Linked DNA regions of Mus musculus: region 1 is linked to region 2. The links are chromatin contacts, called in public capture Hi-C maps. All regions are on one chromosome and are shown on one strand. Each heading gives the region's core, a stretch centred on a gene start, on an enhancer-like site or on the middle of the called end of the contact. The rest is flanking DNA. Distances are from core to core; before and after follow the strand shown. Region 1 overlaps Gm33484 (a long non-coding RNA gene). Region 2 has its middle 38 kb from the start of Gm40375.

Region 1 (4,903 bases), core at 1,191-3,690, 460 kb after region 2:
GTGATCTGAGAGGATGCATGGGATTATTTCAACTTCTTGTATCGGTTGAGGCCTCTTTTGTGACTGATTAGATGGACAATTTTTGAGACGATACCATGAGGTGCTGAGAAGAAGGTATATTCTTTTGTTTTAGGGTGAAATGTTCTGTAGTTATCTGTTAAATCCATTTGGTTCATGACCTCTATTATTTTCACTGTGACTCTGTTTAGTTTCTGTTTCAATGTGCCTATTAGTGAGAGTGGGATGTTGAAGTCTCTCACTATTATTGTGTGGGGTTCAATGTGTGTTTGTGGCTTTCTGGCTATAAAAGAATCTTATGGTTGTAGGTGTGAGAAAGACTATCTCTCTTGCCTAAGCACAGTGCTCTGAACCCCCTGCTGTGGCTCAAAAGCTCACCCTTTCACTTGGCAGTTGTTTCGGAGTAGTAGTAGTAGTAGTAGTAGTAGTAGTAGTAGTAGTAGTATTGGTATTAGTCGGCGTTCTCTACAGGAATAGAACTGACAGAATGAACATATATCACTAGGGGATTTATTAGATTGTCTTGCATGATAAGGGCTGGATAGTTCAGCAGCGGCCACCTGCTTAGTGGAGAGACTGAGATGCTTTGGTGGCCCCAGTCCCCAAGTGAAGGGCTGAGGGTGTCCCACAGAGCCACTGGTCTTCAGTCCATGCTGAGAGGTTGAAGAGGCTGAGATGTGATGTTAGCAAGGCTGGCAGCAGCAGAGACAGGCACACTCACTAGTAAGACACAGAGGCAGACAGGCAAAAAGCATGGCTTCTCACTTGAACCATTTTACACCAAGGCTGCTGTCCACACTGGGAGAGGATTTTTCCCACCCACACAGACTTAGACAAACTGACCACAAGATGAACCATCACAGATGCTGTTAGGCAAGTTTCATGGTCTGGGTGTAAAATAAGAATAATAGTAGGCTCACATCACTGTTGGCACATAGTGCTAGCCCCATAGTGGGCACTAAATGAGTCTCTTGTGAGATGTTTGCTGGCTACTTTTATGTCAACTTGACACAAACTAGAGTTGTTTTGGAAGAGAGAGCCTCAGTTGAGAAAATGTCCAGTCTGGATAGCCATGTAGGCTAGCCTGTGGTGTGTTTTCTTGATTAATAATTAATATGGGAAGGCCTATTTCTGGGGTGGGGTCTACCCGTGGCCGGTGGCTCTGGGTGCTTGCTTTAAGAGTAGCATCTCCTTGAAGAGCATAGAAGCCGGGTTCTAGGATCAGGCTGACCGAGGACTGGAGGAATGGATGGCACAGTTGCTAAAGTGTCAGCACATAAGCACAAGGGCCCAAGTTAGGGTTCCCAGAACTCATGTAAAGAACCAGTGGAGGCTATACACTGCTGCAGCCTAGCATGGGATATGTGGGTAGGTGGGAGGAGACAGGCAGATTTGTGAACCTCATTGACCAGCCAGACTACCTGAATTAATAAGTTTAAGGCTCAGGGAGAGACCTCTTCTCACAAAAGTAACTGTGGAGAGCGATCAAGTACGAACGCCCCAATATCAGTACCAGGCTTCCACGTGCATGAGCACACACATGCATGCACCCCCTCGAGCACATGCATGCACACCCACACTAAGAAGTATCCACACCACAAACACATGCAACAACACACACGCAACAACAGAGAGACACCACCCTGGAACTGTGCCTTGGTGGAGTGCCCTATACACCAAATAGAGCAGAATAAAGGAGATGTGACAGTGTGTGATAGCCCAAGCTGGATCACAAAGGGCACCAAAGCTCCACTTGAGCACACCAACAGCAAGTGCCAGCTAGCCAGCTAGGTGACGTGCCTTGGACAGCAATCCTTCAGTCCCAGTGCCACCTTCAGGGACCTAAGCCCAGGCAGACGCATGACTGCAGCTTCATGAGAAGGCTGTCACTCAGCCACAGTGCGTCTGATTCCCAGCCCTCTCGAAGCTGGAAAAGCTGGTGGACAGTGAGTCTTGTTTTAAACTGTTAGCACACAGAAGACTGAACGATGATACTCCACATGTTCTAAGTATTTTATATGCAAAAACTCACTAACACTCACGCTAAGTCTATAAGGTTAGCACGATTAAATACCCCTATATAAGGAAGAGGGGAGAAAGAGAGGGCAGGGCAGGAAGGAGGGAAGAAAGGAGAGAGGGAGGGACTGAAAGAAGGAGGGCAGGGGAAGGACAGAGAGACAGAAGGACAGAGGGACAGAGGGGCAGAGGGATGGGGAAAAGGAAGGAAGGAAGGAAGGAAGGAAGGAAGAAAGGAAGGAAGAAGGAAGGAGATAAACCAGGGAGTCACTTCATATCAGTGTTCTTATCTACAGCAAACACCCTGCCCAGCCCCAAATGTCAGAGCTGCCTCGAGAAGTATGTGTGTGTCGCAATTTATTCTGAAAAATACTCTGTGTCCTACAAAATATTTTCCTTCCTATTTTGGTATTGGAGCATGTGACTTCTGTGGAAGTTGACTCCAGGCCATCGTTTTTGACTTAGAGTAAGTAGCACATTCCCCCAGAATGCACTTCTACTTTTACACAATATCTCTGGAGGAGTTATTCTGTGACTAAAACCTCACTTCTCAGACTGGGAAACGCCACCTCTTCAAGGCTGCTTCTTTCAGCCCCAGTGCACACCTGAAGGTCCACAGAGGAACACAAAGCCAGCCAGCATCTGGCCTTCCTGTGGTCCCTGTGGCTCTAGTCAGTACACATGCCCTGGCACTGAGTGATGCTGCGTTGTGATTTGTTTTCTGTTAACACCGCCTCTATGCCCAGTGATCTGTTCTCTGAATGAAAGGTGAATGCTCACCAGAAGCACACAGTGGGGCTCTCAAATGTTTGCATAAGATTTTAAAGAGGAGAATCATGATATTGGTTCTCTCAACTACTCCATATTCACAAAATCTCCTTGCTCCCGGCAAGCATCATTTCTGTGGAGGGCTGCTTAACCTCCCTGTCAGGTTGGGTATCAAGGGATCCTCGAGGTCATAGATGTGTTTATTGGAGTCAGCCTGCTGTCTTCAGTACTGGACACTATGCTATACAAGTGCTCTGCTGCCCAGAGAAGAGCAGCTGGGGAATGGAGGGGAAGACAAGACCTCACTGCAAAGAACCCTGGGAGGAGCTGGGTCTGAACAGCCCATGTGGAGAGCCGTGAACAATCGCCATTACAAGATGTAGCTGGCTTCCTCAGTGCCTAACTAGTAAACAAGCAATGTGCGCAGGTGCTGGAGTAAATTTGTGCCAAGTCACTGCCCATCCCGGGGTGTAGCAGCTAATCAGGAGCTGACACGTCACACGGAGGGGTATTTAAGCAGCACCATTTTCCGGGTTCGGGGTCTTCCTGAGAAGTAAGCAATAAAGCTTTGCCGTAGAAGGATCCGGTTGTCCGAGTGTGTTTTGCTGGCGAAACGTTACAAGGACATGCCCTTGCAGTACATGTGTGAATAGTTGGAAGACTGGCTTGAGGGGATGGAGATGAGGTGCCTCACAACTACCTGTAACTAAGCTCTAGAGGATGGGTCATCCTCTTCTGGTCTCTGTAGATACACACACACACATACACACACACACACACACACACACACACACACACACCAAACAAACAAACAAACCAACCAACCAAAATAAAACAAAATGAAAACCCTAGCTTGAGAAAGAGAGCCAGGTTCAGTGTAACTATGAAAATGGAAAATCTGTGAAAAGCCCACCCACCACTGTAGGACAAGCTTAGCATGGTGACTTCTGCCTACAATTCCCACACTTAGGAGGCTGACACAGGAAGACAGCTATGAGTTAGATGATAGCATGGGCTACATAGTGAACACTAGCCCAGCCTTAACTACAGCCTATGTCAGCACTCCGTACAACATATTTTGCAGCAGCCCTACGGTATGCTAGCCAAAGTAGAGAGAAATATTAGAGTGGCTCTAGCTAAGCCCTATGCACTCAGAAAGCCACGGGAAGTGTTGAACATGTTACCTAGAATGTTGTGGTTATGTTTAAGAGATACGGTGAACTTTCTGAAATGAAAATCATAATATTGAAATAGAAATTGCCTTGGCTTGGCTAAACGCAGATTACATAGTATAGACAACAGTAGTAACTTCCAAGACAAAAGCAAAGAATTGAAAGAAAGAAAAGAAGGAAGGAAGGAAGGAAGGAAGGAAGGAAGGAAGGAAGGAAGGAAGAGGCACAGGAGGGAGACTCACTGCAAAGTAAATTACAGGACCCTGGTATTTAGGAGGCTGAGGCAGGAAAAACACAGTTAGACAAGACTGCACTACAGAAGAGTTCCACAGGAGCCTGCATAGAGAAACACCGGCTCACACAAAGTGGCTAAGTAATAGAGCAGCTAAACTGTGGGAAAGCAGATGGGCCCTGGTGGAATTAGAGTTTCCAAAAGGCAGGGACAAGGACCTGAAATTATATAAACAATGTAGCTAAAAGAATGAGCCGTTCCTCTAGCACAAGAGACATGGAAAAGTTATACCAAGACCTTTGTACTGGCTAGTTTTGTGTCATCTTGACACAGCTGGAGTTATCACAGAGAAAGGAGCTTCAGTTGAGGAAATGCCTCCATGAGATTCAACTGTAAGGCATTTTCTCAATTAGTGATCAAGGGGGAAAGGCCCCTTGTGGGTGGGACCATCTCTGGGCTGGTAGTCTTGGTTCTATAAGAGAGCAGGCTGAGCAAGCCAGGGGAAGCAAGCCAGTAAAGAACATCCCTCCATGGCCTCTGCATCAGCTCCTGCTTTCTGACCTGCTTGAGTTCCAGTCCTGACTTCCTTGGTGATGAACAGCGATATGGAAGTTTAAGCTGAATAAACCCTTTCCTCCCCAACTTGCTTCTTGATCAAGATGTTTGTGCAGGAATAGAAATCCTGACTAAGACAACA
Region 2 (4,887 bases), core at 511-3,010:
GGGTACTAATTTTTGTAAGTTAATTTTGTACCCAGCTTCTTTGCTTAAAGTGTTTATCAGCTGGAAGAATTTTCTGGAAGAATGTTTAGGACCACTTATACATAGTATTATATCATTTGTAAATATATATATTTCTACTACTCCCCTTCCAATTTGTATCCCCTTGATCTCCTCCAGCTGCTCTAGATAAGACTTCAAGTACTCTACTGAATAGGTATATAGAGAGATGGACAGCCTTGTCTGGCTCCTGACTTTAGTGGGATTTCTTTGACTTTCTCTCCGTTTAAGTTGATATTTACTACGGGCTTACTGTAAACTGAGTATCAAATGATATACACGCTAGAGATGGAAATAGCATTCAAATGGATGTTACTTTCATAATAGGTTTTAAAATGGTCACTATTATTATCAGCTCATACTTGGGAGTCCAAGTAGATCAGTTATAGGACACAAAAGGCATTCCTCAGCCCCAAAGAGACCCTTTCACTTATATTCCCCACTCTGTCTCTGTCTCTGTCTCTGTCTCTGTCTCTGTCTCTGTCTCTCTCTCTCTCTCTCTCTCTCTCTCTCTCTCTCTGTGTGTGTGTGTGTGTGTGTGTGTGTGACTGTGTGTCTTTTGGTGAAGAATCGCAATCTGACAGTAATAGAGGAAGCAACTCTCCCCCAGGATGAACAACAGATTTCTTTATTAGAAAAAAATAAGAGACAAGTGAAAATGAGACTTCTCTATTTCCACAGATAAAGATTTTGGCTCTGGCATTTTTACAGCATTGAAAGTGTCACACTACCCACTTGTGGGCTCCAGAATATAAAAGCTGACCTGTTGGGACCCTGCCCTCCTTGTCAGAGCTGCTTGTCTTTATTCAAACCTTCAGGGTAGATGTTTCCCAAACCCCAAATTTGAAACCACTGGCAGTCATTTCTTCAATTTCTGTTTACTAACTAGACCTCTGAAGCCTTTTATGTTCAAATCTTTATCCCAAGATGGAAGACACAGTTTCTGGCCTACTGGCAGCCCACAAAGAGACTGTCTTTCACCTTCATTTTACAGTCACTTCCTCCCAATGGAAATGTTCCTTCCCTCCTGAAAGAAGGATAATCATGAAAGTCAGGAGGAAAGAAACTTCACAAGTCTAGGAAAGTTGAAATATGATCTATATTCCTCTCCTGCCAACTTAAAGACATCATAAATATTTGTGGGGGAGGGGTGGGGACAGGGGACACTCTGATCAGCTGAACTGGTAAGCAGAGATTCTTGGCCTAGTTGAGTTGCTGGTAAATAATGTACATTGCTCCAGGGCTGAAGGGTTGGTGAGTCATCACTCTGTTAGGGTGGGCTTTTGGGTGATGCAATTACTTTTGAGTCATCCCTGTTCCTTTAAGTAACCCTTCACCCACACTCCTATCAGCAACCTCAATAAAACACACACACACACACACACACACACACACACACACACACACTCCTCACTGGTTCACCAAGTTGTATTTTGATAGAGTACTTACTTTGGTCTATTGTAGGTTCCCTAAACCAGGTGAGTAGGTGTGTGTGTGTGTGTGTGTGTGTGTGTGTGTGTGTGTGTGTGTATAAGTGTGGTGACTCCCCAGTAAAAGTCCCACACAATCACCCTTACCCCCAGATTAAAATGTAGTCTTGGGCTCATGGCTGGCCTTGAGCACTTTTCTGTCCTATTGGCTCTGTTATGGTGACTATTAGCTGACTCAAGAGTTCAACACTATTCATTGGTTTCAGGAAACTTCTGAACAAAAGGTTTGGAATATCTGCCAAGTTGTCATAGAATCCTGATGACACAGCAGAAGCAGTGAGTCAGCCCTGAAGAAGATGCTCCTTCCCTGGCTCAGGCCTCTTTTCCAGCAGTACAGGGTCAGCTTGGGACATGCTACCCGACTTCCTTGCCTGTCTTGTTAGGAGTTGAGCAACAAATCCCCAGTGCCTTTGAGCAGGAAGTCTCAAACTAAGTTGTCAATCTGTAGCTAAATGATTGGGATCACATCTTGGTGAATGTAGAACCCAAAACAAACACAGCCAAGAAATAAAAGAGCTGAGATTTATTATCTATTGGAGGTAAGAAGAGCAAAGGAGGTATTTATAAGACAATGACCACCTTGAACAAAGGAAGCCTGAGAGAAGCCTATACATAGTAGATAAAAAAGCAAGTAAATAAAAAAGCACTGTCCTACAAAGTGAGTTCCAGGACAGACAGGGCTATATAGAGAAACACTGTCTCGAAAAAAAAAAAAAGAAAAAAAAAGAAAAAAAAAGCACTTCTGAGGTGGGCACATTCCTGAACATGCTCAGTTAAGAATACATTCCCGAGCATGCTCAGTTAAGAATTGCATCCATGGAAGGAGTTACAGAGACCAAGTGTGAAGCAGAGACTGAAGGAATAACCATCCAGAGACTGCCCCACCTGGGGATCCATCCCATAAACAATCACCAAAACCAGACACTATTGGGGATGCCAACAAGAGTTTCCTGATATAGCTGTCTTCTGAGAGGCTTTGCCAGAGCCTGACAAATACAGAAATGGATGCTCACAGCCATCCATTGGACTGAGCACAGGGTCCCCAATGAAGGAGCTAGAGAAAGTACCCAAGGAGCTGAAGGAGTTTGCAGCCCCATAGGAGGAACAACAATATGAATTAACCAGTATCTCCAGAGCTCCCTGGGACTAAACCACCAACCAATGAAAACACATGGTGGGACTCACGACTCTAGCTGCATATGTAGCAGAGAATGGCCTAGTTGGTCATCAATGGGAGGAGAGGCTCTTGGTCCTGTGAAGGTTCTATGCCCCAGTATAGGGGACTGCCAGGGCCAGGAAGCAGGAGTGGGTGGACTGGTGATCAGGGGGAGGGGGGGAAGGCATAGGGAGCTTTTCGGGAGGGGGGGAAACCAGGAAAGGGGATAACATTTGAAATGTAAATAAAGATAATATCCAATAAAAAATAAAAATAAAGAATTGCATCCTTAAGCATGCTTAGTTTAAGTTCATAGTTCTAAAAGGAAAGGTGGTGGACACAGTTTTGAAGATATAGTTGAAGATTATGTAGAGGTTAAAACAGTAGGCAAGAATATATCTGGACCTCCCTTTGGGCTTATCTCATATCATAAAATTGGTGTATAGGGAACACTTCTGGATATCTTCAGTGTTTTCCAAATATTTTAGCTGAGATCAAGTAGAGGAGATTTGTCCCCAGAGATGCCCACCCTCCTTAGTGGTTAAAGCTTCTTGAAGCTGTCACCATCATTAGGAGTCACATGATTCTGCTACATCATTTAGTCAACTTCTCTTCCCATTCCCCAAACCTGACAACTAATGTGTCTTAGAACTTTTTGTTGTTTTGGAGAAGGGATAGAGAACTGCTATGTAGCTAGAGAACCTGGGACTGGGACTGGGCCTGGCGTAGTAGACCAGGCTTTCCTTGAACTTGTAGTCTCCTTTCTCTGTCTCCCAAGGGCCAGGAGTACAGCTGTGTGCCCACGTGTACGGTGGTTTACATCTTTTAAAAGAACCATCTGTGGGATTAGGGGGCTATAAATTGTTAGCAAAGATTTACAATAGCAATAATGTTAGCAAAGAGTTGGTCAAAAGAAATAATCTGTTTACAGCTGTCTGTTTGCTTTCAAACTAGAATGGCAGAGCTTCGTGGCAGAGGCACAGGCTGTGTGGTACTTTCATCACTCTGTACTGTGGCTTGGCATCATTCAAGATGCTGCTAGAATTCACCAGTATGTCAAATGATATATGGTTATAGCCCTCCTGCCTCCCTATTCTTCTTCGCCCTTTCTCTCCCTTCCATTCTTCACTCCCAACTCTCTGATGTTCTCCCTACTCCTCCTTTTATTTATTTTATGTTATGTTATTTTATTGGTTACTTATTAATGAAGTCAGTAAGTCCTATTAAGGCACCAAGGAAAGACAATAAAAAAGGAGAAATGTACGTTTAATATCACATTTTCAGGTACAAGAGAGTATAAACAGTTTCATGATTGTTACTGGTAGTAACACTGTGTAAACACCCATAGTATGTTATCAACGTAACTAGACTAAATAACTATGCCAAAATTTCCTGCTCATGGGAAAGCAGTGATTAGGAAATTTTAAAACAGATTTCTCTTTATGGTCAAATTTCTTCACAAAAATAAAGTCTGCAACCAAAAAAATTTGAGAGTAGCTCCTTCACTAGCCAGGCAAGGAAAGCTGTGTAACAATAGTAAGTTGACTCAGCTGCATTGTCTGCAGCAGCTACAGAGCTGTCAGAAGAAAACAAGCTTAACGAGGCTTCTCCTGAGGAGGACAGTTGCTGTGCATCGAGGACACTAAGCAAGGCATTAATAATAGTAATTAAGAGAAAAGACAAGTGACTTAGAGTGACTGTCATCTCTTGACTAGCTCATAGCCTCTACTGAAATTGTCCAGTTTGTATCTATTTGGGGACTTGGAGCTAGTTTGGAAGTTATTAGAGAGTAGACATTTATAAATAGCCTGTGTGGAGCCACTTAAAGGTGAGAATATTTTCAAAGAAATTGAAAAAAAAAACTACAATGAATTTAGTACAACTCAAGGAGGAATATGCTATGTCAGACTCAGTGGCAATAGACATACCCGAGTTAGTGAAAACCTGTGGTGGGTGAATTCATAAATCTGGAAATAAGTTAAGATGTTTAGAGCCCGTGCTTTTTTTATGGTGTTATCAGCAGATACTCTACCATGTGCTATTGATTCAATATTACAGTACTGAAATGCTTAATGCTTAACTTCCATGGACACAGCCATAGCTAGATCTATGGATTTTTATCATTAAGCATGTAGTAAAGCTGAAGTTGGGCTGTGATGTTTTGATTTCAGGGTTAAGACAATT

What was found. Capture Hi-C pulls out chosen DNA fragments and counts their contacts.
Region 1: a capture Hi-C map of bone marrow-derived macrophages shows a contact between it and region 2, with 7 times the contacts expected there. The contact joins two enhancer-like sites. A contact is called at or near these places in 1 of 484 Hi-C or Micro-C datasets (granulosa cells) and 1 of 9 other capture datasets (bone marrow-derived macrophages).

The regions. Positions count from the first base shown.
Region 1 is chr12:32,888,196-32,893,098 of GRCm38.p6, forward strand. It overlaps Gm33484 (a long non-coding RNA gene), which reads right to left. Exons shown (of 3, transcript XR_381437.2): 3 at 620-738. Among named protein-coding and RNA genes, the nearest start is that of Gm33484, 18 kb to the right of the region's middle. Within about 2 kb of position 2,441, at least 26 of the 459 cell types and tissues checked have an H3K27ac peak or open chromatin away from gene starts, as enhancers often do. A contact at or near this core is called in bone marrow-derived macrophages, where this site is marked.
Region 2 is chr12:32,433,456-32,438,342 of GRCm38.p6, forward strand. No RefSeq gene overlaps it. Among named protein-coding and RNA genes, the nearest start is that of Gm40375, 38 kb to the left of the region's middle. Within about 2 kb of position 1,761, at least 57 of the 459 cell types and tissues checked have an H3K27ac peak or open chromatin away from gene starts, as enhancers often do. A contact at or near this core is called in bone marrow-derived macrophages, where this site is marked.